2 separate regions of the Sus scrofa genome follow, and region 2 is linked to region 1. Evidence: chromatin contacts called from public HiChIP or PLAC-seq data. All regions are on one chromosome and are shown on one strand. The core of a region is the stretch at or near the end of the contact, and the rest is flanking DNA. Distances in the headings are between cores, read along the strand shown. Region 1 has its middle 80 kb from the start of OGFRL1. Region 2 has its middle 28 kb from the start of MIR30C-2.

What was found. HiChIP or PLAC-seq counts read pairs in DNA pulled down with a chosen protein or histone mark.
Region 2: an H3K27ac HiChIP or PLAC-seq map of alveolar macrophages shows a contact between it and region 1. The contact joins two enhancer-like sites. A contact is called at or near these places in 5 of 47 Hi-C or Micro-C datasets (brain, liver, skeletal muscle and 1 more) and 1 of 2 datasets of contacts at active chromatin or transcription factors (alveolar macrophages).

Annotation. Positions count from the first base shown.
Region 1 is chr1:51,230,213-51,234,914 of Sscrofa11.1, forward strand. No RefSeq gene overlaps it. Among named protein-coding and RNA genes, the nearest start is that of OGFRL1, 80 kb to the right of the region's middle. Within about 2 kb of position 1,854, at least 7 of the 83 cell types and tissues checked have an H3K27ac peak or open chromatin away from gene starts, as enhancers often do. A contact at or near this core is called in alveolar macrophages, where this site is marked.
Region 2 is chr1:51,353,668-51,358,369 of Sscrofa11.1, forward strand. No RefSeq gene overlaps it. Among named protein-coding and RNA genes, the nearest start is that of MIR30C-2, 28 kb to the right of the region's middle. Within about 2 kb of position 2,799, at least 2 of the 83 cell types and tissues checked have an H3K27ac peak or open chromatin away from gene starts, as enhancers often do. A contact at or near this core is called in alveolar macrophages, where this site is marked.

The DNA.
Region 1 (4,702 bases), core at 604-3,103:
ATGCCAAGAAACGCTGGCCACGAATACACATAGTTATTTTATAACTTTTGTTCATACACTGGGGTCCCTTTTTTCTGAAATAAACAAAATATATCTTTATAGCTGCAAGATTTAACTTTCTCACCAGGGTTTTAGCTATGATTAGACAAACTGGGATAATAAAACAGTCAGACCATAGGCAACTTGCAAGAGGCCTTAGGGAGGCAAATTAGCCAACATTCTGTCACCTTTTCTTCTGATTACAAGTCTCCCTGAGAGTTGGGCTTTTTATTCTGCCTAAAATAAAGGAAAAGTAGAGTCTGACAGCCTTTGGTTCAGAAACAGTTGATGGTATTGTTAGAGCAAGCATATTCATTATGTGTTCTAAAGCAGGCTGAGAGCACTGACAGCATTTATAGAGACACCTGGGAAACTACCCAGGAGACCTGGTTGCATTAGAATCTTGTGTATACATTGCAGTGAGTTTAATTCGTGCAAAATAAACTTAATAATTTGTTGACTTTTGTCTTATTTCTAGACTCACTCCTTTGCATTGTATTTGAAAAAGCATTTACTTAAATGCTGCAGGAGTTATGAAGGCAAGCATTGAAACTCAAGCTTTACACACTGACTCCACAAAATTACGAGCTCTGGTGGAGATGAGGTGTAAAGGCGAAGGCAATTAACACTATTTGTTTTAAGATGTTTTCATTGAGAGCTTGTATTTTTTTAAAAAAGCATTACATCAGCTGTGTGTTTGTCCTTTTTTTCACTGTCAAAGCAAACTAAGATTCTAGGCTCAATGCACACAAGAGCTGAGATGTAGCCTGGAACACTTGCACTCTATGGATGAGGACACTGAGGGCTACGTGATGTGTTCAAGGCCACAGCAGAGCCTGGAATCAGGAAAGAACCTGGATCCTGTCGCCCGTTTGCCAGCTGCCTCCCCACCTTCCCCACCTCTCTGATGCCACTGAAGTCTCACTGCTGGTAACCAGGTGAGCACACTTTGAGGCATTAGAGGATTTCAGAATTGGAAGGGCCTCTGAGAATGAGAGTGTCATCCTCAGCCCTGGAAAGCTCTGGGGCTCACTTGAGGTTGGGATAAGGGTGTCAGCTTCCCTGACTGGATCCTGCCTGGACCACCTGTATTTCTGGTGGTCTGGTGGATGTAATTCAGAGACTTCCTCCTGTCACAGTGACCGCCACAGGGCCTGTCTTCTCTAGGACTCATGTGCTTCATGCTTTCTCTCACTCCACCTCTCTGCTCATGGTGGTGTCCAAGTGGTCCACAGGGTTCTTCTGGCCCACACACTTTGGTGATTCTGGGTACAGTCTATGGCTGAATTCCCTAGATTCCTTCCATAACCCTTTTGCTGCATTTTTCTTTCAAATAACCCATGGCATTTCAGCCTCAGCCCCTTTGCAAAGCTGTTCCTTTTTCCTGGAACCTTCTTTTGCCTCATCTTAGTGATTTGATGATGCCTCCTCTGGAATGTGAGTGCCAAGGGAGCAAAGGCCTGTTTGATCTTTGTCTGGAACAGTACTTGGCACATAGTAGGCACTCATCAATTATTTGCTAAACAATGGAACCTAGGTTCTCATCATTTGGAGCCTTAATCAAGTATAACTGGGATCCGGATCCTTACCTGTGGGCTTAATCCCATCTTAAACTCTGCTCAGGTCTCACCCAGACAGAAGAGTCATTAGGGCTTTTGCCAGGAAAAGGTATAACTTGACATAAAGTTAATTTTGCTGCTACTCAGGCTCTGTCCCTGGGTCTTAGCTCTGGACTCCTGTACTCTGATGATGGACCTAGTGCCCTTGTCCACCAGGTGGCAGCTTGGTGTAACTTTATGCTAAAAAGGTCATGGCACCTCTGGATGTCAAGCTCTGCTTGGCAGGCTGACCTTTCTTCTGGTGGCTATTACTGACTCTGTCCCCACAGTGCCTACTATCCTGGGAGTGAGTGACTCCAGGTCCCCACCCCTCCTTGTCCTGCTCTGATTAAATTAATCACCTCATGACCCATGTCCTGCTCTGTATGGGGGTCACTCTCTGGGTACCTTGGCACATCAGTGTCTGCTCAGATGTTGTCTTGCCCTGTCTAGGGTTCTCTCCTTAAATTCTAGTTTGCTCTCTGACATGTGTCCTGGAGGGTGGACTTGCTTATTTAGTGGTGTTGCCACCTTAGGGTTCTTCTCTTGGTGCTCTGACTGTTGGGGGTCACCCTTGCCATGTGGAGTTGGATTGGCAAAGCCAACCACCAGCTTGGGTGGCCTCTACAGTGTTTCATCATAAACTCCACTGGCCACATTGGTCTTTCTCCCTAAACTGTATCCCCTTCCCAATCACCTTCAAGTCCAACACCCTTATCTAGGGTGGTGATTAAGAGCCAGAGGGCTTGGACACAAGGTGTGTGACTTAAGCAAGTTACTTAACCCCAAGCTTCCATTTCCTCACCTGTGAAATGGGAGAGAAATGCAGGCAGACACAATACTTTGTCTTGGATGGTCATGATGAGGACTGAGTTAGAAAGGAATGCAGCAGGTGAGTTCCATACCTGGAGTTATCACCTCCTCCTCCACCTACCTCAGCCCTCCAAACTGCTCTATCCTGTGAGTTCCCATGACATTGATTCTCCAAACCACACATTTTGGGTGTAAAGGTCTGATACTACCTGTAATTTACATTTTTTTTAGACCTATGTCTTACATCTTCAGTTATACTGTTAGTTCTTTTAGGTACCACCTTGTATGTTCCAAAGTTAGCACAGTGCTCTGCATATACCAGACACACAATAAATGTTTATTTTTATTGCTGCTATGCATACCGACCTCATTTATTCTAAAAAGTCAAACATGACCAGCCCACAAACATTGATGAGCTTGATTACCCCAGAGTGCAATTTCCTTGTTGATTGTACATTGGCAAGAACACATGCCAAGGCCGACAAAACACTTATCAGCCATCTCAGGGATTATGCAGGTGGCAGCTGCCGGAGACGATGTTCCTTCTTAATAAGAGAAATTGCGGTGGTCATAGTGAAAAACTGCTTTCTGGTTAGCTCAGGAAAAAAGATGGCATCTAGGACAGGTAGTTGGAGGCTAAGAGACTCACTCATGATATTTCTGAATCCTGCCTCATGTGTAATGACAGGATCTCTTCCTCACTAGACTGTTTCAGATTTGGTCATTTAACTGATCATTTCCCTGAAACCATACACTTTGACTTTACCTCCTGTTGACCAGTAACAGAATGAAATTTGCTATGTCATCAGTAAATTCAATAATGTCACATCACTTTCTTAGAGAAAGGAATTTAGCACAATTAACAACTTGACACATGGGAATGGTTTTTTAAAAAAAAGCTTACTTGGTGAGTTCCCATCGTGGCTCAGCAGAAAATAATCCCACTAGTACCCATGAGGCTTTGGGTTTGATCCCTGGCCTTGCTTAGTGGGTCTGGGATCCGGCATTGCTGTGATGTAGGTCACAGATGTGGCTCAGATCCTATGTTGCTGTGGCTGTGGTATAGGCTGGCAGCTGTAGCTCTGATTCTACCCCTAGCCTGGGAACTTCCATATGCCGAGGGTGCAGCCCTAAAAAGCAAAGCAAAACAAAACAAAACAAAAACAAAAACAAACAAAAAATCCTACTTGGGTTCTGAGTTGAAAAGCAAGTGGTATTTGTGTTCTGACACTATAACATATTTGGAAGGGAATGACAGTAAGAGAGGGGTCAAAGTGGAGTTCTTATGGGATATCTCAGGATTCAGATCAGAGGCTCCCAGCAGAGACTGTGAGTGAGGATGTGGCATGGAGGAAGGAGAGCTGGGTTACAGCTCTTCACTGCAGAGGAGCAGCACCTTTTAGTTTCTTTCTTCTATAAAATAGGGGGGAAAATCTATTTTCCTGTCTTGTCCTCCACAGAAGGTTGTTGTAAAGATCATATGTGGTAATATTTGTGAAAGATCCTTCTGAGTTTAAAAGTGCTGATGGGCGTTAAAGCAAACAAGATGGTTTTGTTAACAAAGACCCTCTGTGGGCATGGCAGTATTCCTGGGGCCTGGCCTGAGCAGGCAGGGGGCATAGAGTGCACCCCAACAGTGAGACTGGCTGAGCTGAAGGATGGCAAGACATACTTATGGGTGAGTTTTGCTTTTCCCTTAGATGGAGTTTGCAAATTCTGATCTAGTGAATTAGAGGCTTCTGTTCCAGACCTTAGGGGAAAGGTCCAAAGGAAACATGGCCAGGAACGAGCCTTCTTCTACCTGAGTATCTGTCCTTAAGAGAACTCTCTAGACACACTAAGAAACAAATGCTTGTTTCCCTATGGCCCATTTTCTTTGGGAAGGAGAGAACTAAGAAAGATGGGCCTAAAATTACAAAAGGGATATTGTTTGGCAAAGAGGGGAGAAGGTGATTTTTTCTCAAGGAAAGAAAGAAAAATGTGACATTAGACAGAGCAGGGGAAGAGTTTTATGTCCCCTTCAGGGTTGGAGGTAACACAGCACGTTACCAGCAGACGTTGGGTAGAGTTTTGGATATTATGAAGAAAAAGTGAGGGAATTACCTTTCTGAGATGAGTAAGATGTCCCTTAAGGGCATTTCTTTTCAAAGCCTTTTCAATTTCTTCGATGAGTCTATAAACTTTGTGAGGGAAAATAGAAATGTATATCCATTTCACAAGTAATGTGACAAGCTATCTTTTACAGTGAGTCT
Region 2 (4,702 bases), core at 1,549-4,048, 120 kb after region 1:
ATATGGTATTGGGAATTGGATCCCCATTGGGAGCCAGGCCAACTCAAAAGTTTCAGAGTTATGGACCTTCATGGCATATCTGCTTCTTCCTATGATTCCTATCCTTTTACTTATTCCATGAGTCAGCTTCCTCTGCTCTTCCTTGTCCCTGACTAGTGCATGATGACAGCCTTCCCTCACTGTCTGTGCCTTCTCTGATCCCTATTCTAGCAAATGGCATTCTCTCAGACTCTACCCTTGTGGTTTACTGTGTCTGTGTCCTGGTTTTTCAGTTCTACATACCTCAGGGAAGCATTGGACTGACATAATTTTTAGAGCGTGTTGGTTGCAACCAACAGAGATAACTCTATTAAGTTCTACTTAAAATGCATTCATTAGAAACTATGAGTAGATCACAAGAGCCCTGTTTGGAAATTATGGGACCTGCACATCTCCAGAGAGTCTTAGAAGCAGCTTCTAAAGGACACTCCATGTATGTGCCAGCCCTAGAATGTTTTCTTTCTTTGCATAATATGGCCTGAAATTCAAAGTTCCTGAAAGAAGAATCTGGTTGGCCAAGTATAAATGACAGATCAGCCCTTAGCTGTGTTGCAATTTTACCAGGACTTTAGTTGAAGAAGCTTCCAGTGGTGCCTAGATTCACTTTCCCTGCTGGATTGCTTATGAGAAAGGGGATAATTACTTAGGAGGCTATTAGGGTGCTACAAGGAAGCAGGGGATTTTGTTGAGTAGGCAAAATGTGACAAATGTTTTCCATGCCAAGTTCATCTTTTCTCTTACTGTAGCAGAGCGCTCATCATTTGGTGGCTAGTCTATAATGAGCTGTTCTCTAAAGTTGTGGCCAGCCTTAATGCATTTCAAAGTAAAATATAAATGACTTTCCAATTTTCTCCTATTTTTAATTATTTATGCAGCTGCTTTCTTCCATTTGCACTTCCTAGATCTGATCATGGGAAATGACTGTTATACCATTTATCAGACAAAACTTTGGCATCATCTTTCTTTATTTGCAATACTCCTTTGGCCTTGGTCTTTGATTTGCTACTGTGGCAGCAGATACTATGGAAGGCAGAGGGGCACAGGATAAGACATGATTATTGCTTTCTGGGTGCTTAGGATTGAATAGAGAAAACATAATACAAAATAAATATATAGCATAGTAATAATATAATGTAAAACAGTGCATAATCAAAGATAAAAATATATCCATGCGTGTGGGGGTAGTAGCATGGTTGGGAGCAAATACTCCTGGTTAGGAGCATAACTTGTAGTAATGTAAGAGGAGCTAGGTGCTATGTGTAATTTAAATCTTAAAAGAATATATTTACGCTACTCTATATAAAATAAACAACAAGGACTTACTCTATGGCACAGGGGACTATACTGAACATTTTGTAACAACCTATAATGGAAAAGAATCTGAAAAAGAATGTATATATTATATATTTATATGTGTTAGTTTCAGGGATACAGCAAAGTGATACAATTAAACATATATCTTTGTAATAATATATATTTTTTATTTTTTAATTACTTTTTTTGTCTTTTTAGAGCTGCACCCACAGCACATGGAAGTTCCCGGGCTATGAGTTGAATCAGAGCTGCACCTGGCACCATTCACCACAGCCACAACACCACCAGATCTGAGCCACATCTGCTACCTATACCACAGCTCACGGCAATGCTGGATCTTTAACCCACTGAGTAAGGCCAGGGATCGAACCCACATCCTCATGGATACTAGTCAGATTCTTAACCTGCTAAGCTGCCATGAGAACTCCTCTATCTATAATATGTATTTTGTATATATATGTAATTATATATACACACACATATAAATGAATAACTTTGCCATATACCTAAAACACAACATTGTAAATTAGCCATACTTCAATTAAAAAATAAATAAATCTTGAAAGAATATATTTGATCTGGGAAAGATAAATTTATGGTGTGGCAACTAAATAATCTATGTCTAAGGTAATTAATATAAATGATAATTTTTGCTATGAATTTGTTCCAGAAGCTAGGACAGAGATTGAGTTAGAGTCTGTCTCTTCTGTGTGCTGGATAAAGGTCCCAGGCCATTGACCTTGGCCACAGGCCTGTTCTGAACCTTGCAGGGAAGGCCACGGCCCTGCCATTTGTAAATGGCACAGGCCCGGACCGCCTGTCCCTTGCTATCTTTCCACTGCTAATGTCACGAAACACCTCTGGCAGGATAAATAACTTTATTATGAAGCTGTAAAGTAGAGCAAGTTATTAATATTATATGCATTGCATTCTATTCAATTTCTTCTCCCTAATTGGGACAGATCTCCCGATCTCCTCATATTCTGGAAAACATATCCATGAAACTGCTGAGTAGCATGTATCGAATGAACTGAATTACGAAACCCTATAGCTGTTGGAGATTTTGATTGGAAGCTTGTTTTAATAAGTTCAGGTTTACTTCTGAGATGCTTGTTTTCTTTCAGAATTCAATTGATTAAGGGAGCCTAAGTCTCAGCGGTAACTACAAGAAATTAGATTTCGCTGTGAAGTATAAACAGGACTGCGATGGATGATATGAGGCTCTGAGCATTGTCAGGAGGCTGGCAGTCAGCTTTGTTGTGGGAGGTAATTGACACTGAAAGCTGTTGAAAATTGAGGTTTCAGGAGCAGGCCCAAGTCAATGACGTTTGTTTCATCCAACGTTTTTGAATAAGACATTCATGGCCCTGTTCTAGTACCACATTATGAAGCCCAAGTTTAGGCAACACATTAACTTCCTCTGCAGTAGCAGAAGTTAAATTAGAAGAAAACAAAATCCCCTCCAGATCAGCGTACTTACTCTTTGAGGAACAGAGGCAGAAAGGGATCTGCAGACACTATAGACTGAACTCTGCTGGACATGGGTTTAACCTCTTGGGCCATTAATAACTATGAGTTGAATTTTCTTATTTTTCCATATTTAAGGATTGAGAGTCTATGCTGTTCTTTTTGATAAGCTGATTAAAAGACAAAACTCCCTGAAAAGACTCAGGATGCTAGGTTCTTGTCCTGGGTTTTCCACCAGCTCAAAATATCATCAGTGTCTGTGTCCCCAGTGACAGGAAACACCGGCGTCATGACATGGGTGTGCACAGTCCTTCCCCAGGGCGTGGCAAGGAGCATGCAGTCCCAGCTCACCGGCAGGGAGCAGGCTGACTGTCTTCTCTTCCACTAGCCAAACGTCACTATTGTGTTGCGAGTAACAGACTACGGTGACACACCTCCAACTAATGGTGACCCACTGGGTCTCTTCATCCTGATGGGATTTGCCCCTCAGGCGGTCTGGCTGACCATGAATGAATTACAAATTTCTCTGGTTTCTACTTCCCTTACTTGTAGGCCCCTGCCAGTTTTAAATTTCTGCAAGCATGGTAACCAAGCCAAAAGAAGCCTCTGTATATTTCTACCAGGCTAGCATAAGAAATTGCCATGCTTGTTAAGTCTCATGGTTCTTCTTCCAACACCAAATTCTGAAATTGATAGTGGCAGGGGGTATGATTTAGAGCATGTAGTTATTCTCGGTGGCCTTTAACTATAAGGCTATGGCTGCTCCCTTGAAAATATTCTAACTTTCTTTAATGTCTGTGTTGGATCTACCAGCCATTAATGCATAATGAACCCAACAACATTATGATATAAATATTAGTGTGGGATAATAAAAATTTACAGTTGCCATGCATGCCAGACATCAGGACACCAGCCCAGAAATCCTATGAGAGCTTGTCTTTTGGTCTGTTTTGTTCAGATTCTCAGAGCTTGGCACAGAGGGCATGTCCAGTAGTATTTGTTGAGTCAACTAACAACTTCTGTAGTAATGGCAGTATTTAAAGTAGTGATGTCTTTTTTTTTTTTTTTTGTATTAATAGACTGACTCATTGTTTACATGTGAAAAAAAAATCTGACTTGAATGAACTTAAGTGGAAAGAAAAGATGCTCTCGTGTGACCAGTCCTGGGATGGAGATTGGTGCCTGGCCTTAGAAGAAATATTTAGGGACCCAAATCAATAAGCTTTCTGTCTCCATCTCTCATTCTTGATTTGTTCTGAAGCCTCCATGAGGTGACTCAAGGCCTCAGGAAGCACCTCGACTTACATTTTAGGTTTGCTGTCAAGGAGGTACCACCTCTTTAGTTTTAGTCTGGCTCAGTTTTTACCCAGTCTTGGTGGCAAAGGTTAGGGGCAGGGCAAGTTTCACTGGAAGAACATTTATCAAGAATTTGTTAGTTCATGTTTACTTATTTATTTATTTATTTATTGCTATTTCTTGGGCCGCTCCCTCGGCATATGGAGGTTCCCAGGCTAGGGGTCGAATCGGAGCTGTAGCCACCAGCCTATGCCAGAGCCACAGCAACACGGGATCCGAGCTGCATCTACAGCTGCATCCGAGCTGCAACCTACACCACAGCTCACGGCAACGCTGGATCGTTAACCCACTGAGCAAGGGCAGGGACCGAACCTGCAACCTCATGGTTCCTAGTCAGATTTGTTAACCACTGAGCCATGATGGGAACTCCAGTACATGTTTAAAAACAAGTTAAAGAAGGAAAAATTTTAAATCCTCAATATTTATTTATTTTTTATCTGCACTGTGGCATGCATAAGTTCCTGGGCCAGGGATCAGACCTGTGCCACAGCAGTGACAATGAATCCTGGACATTTCTTATGCATTT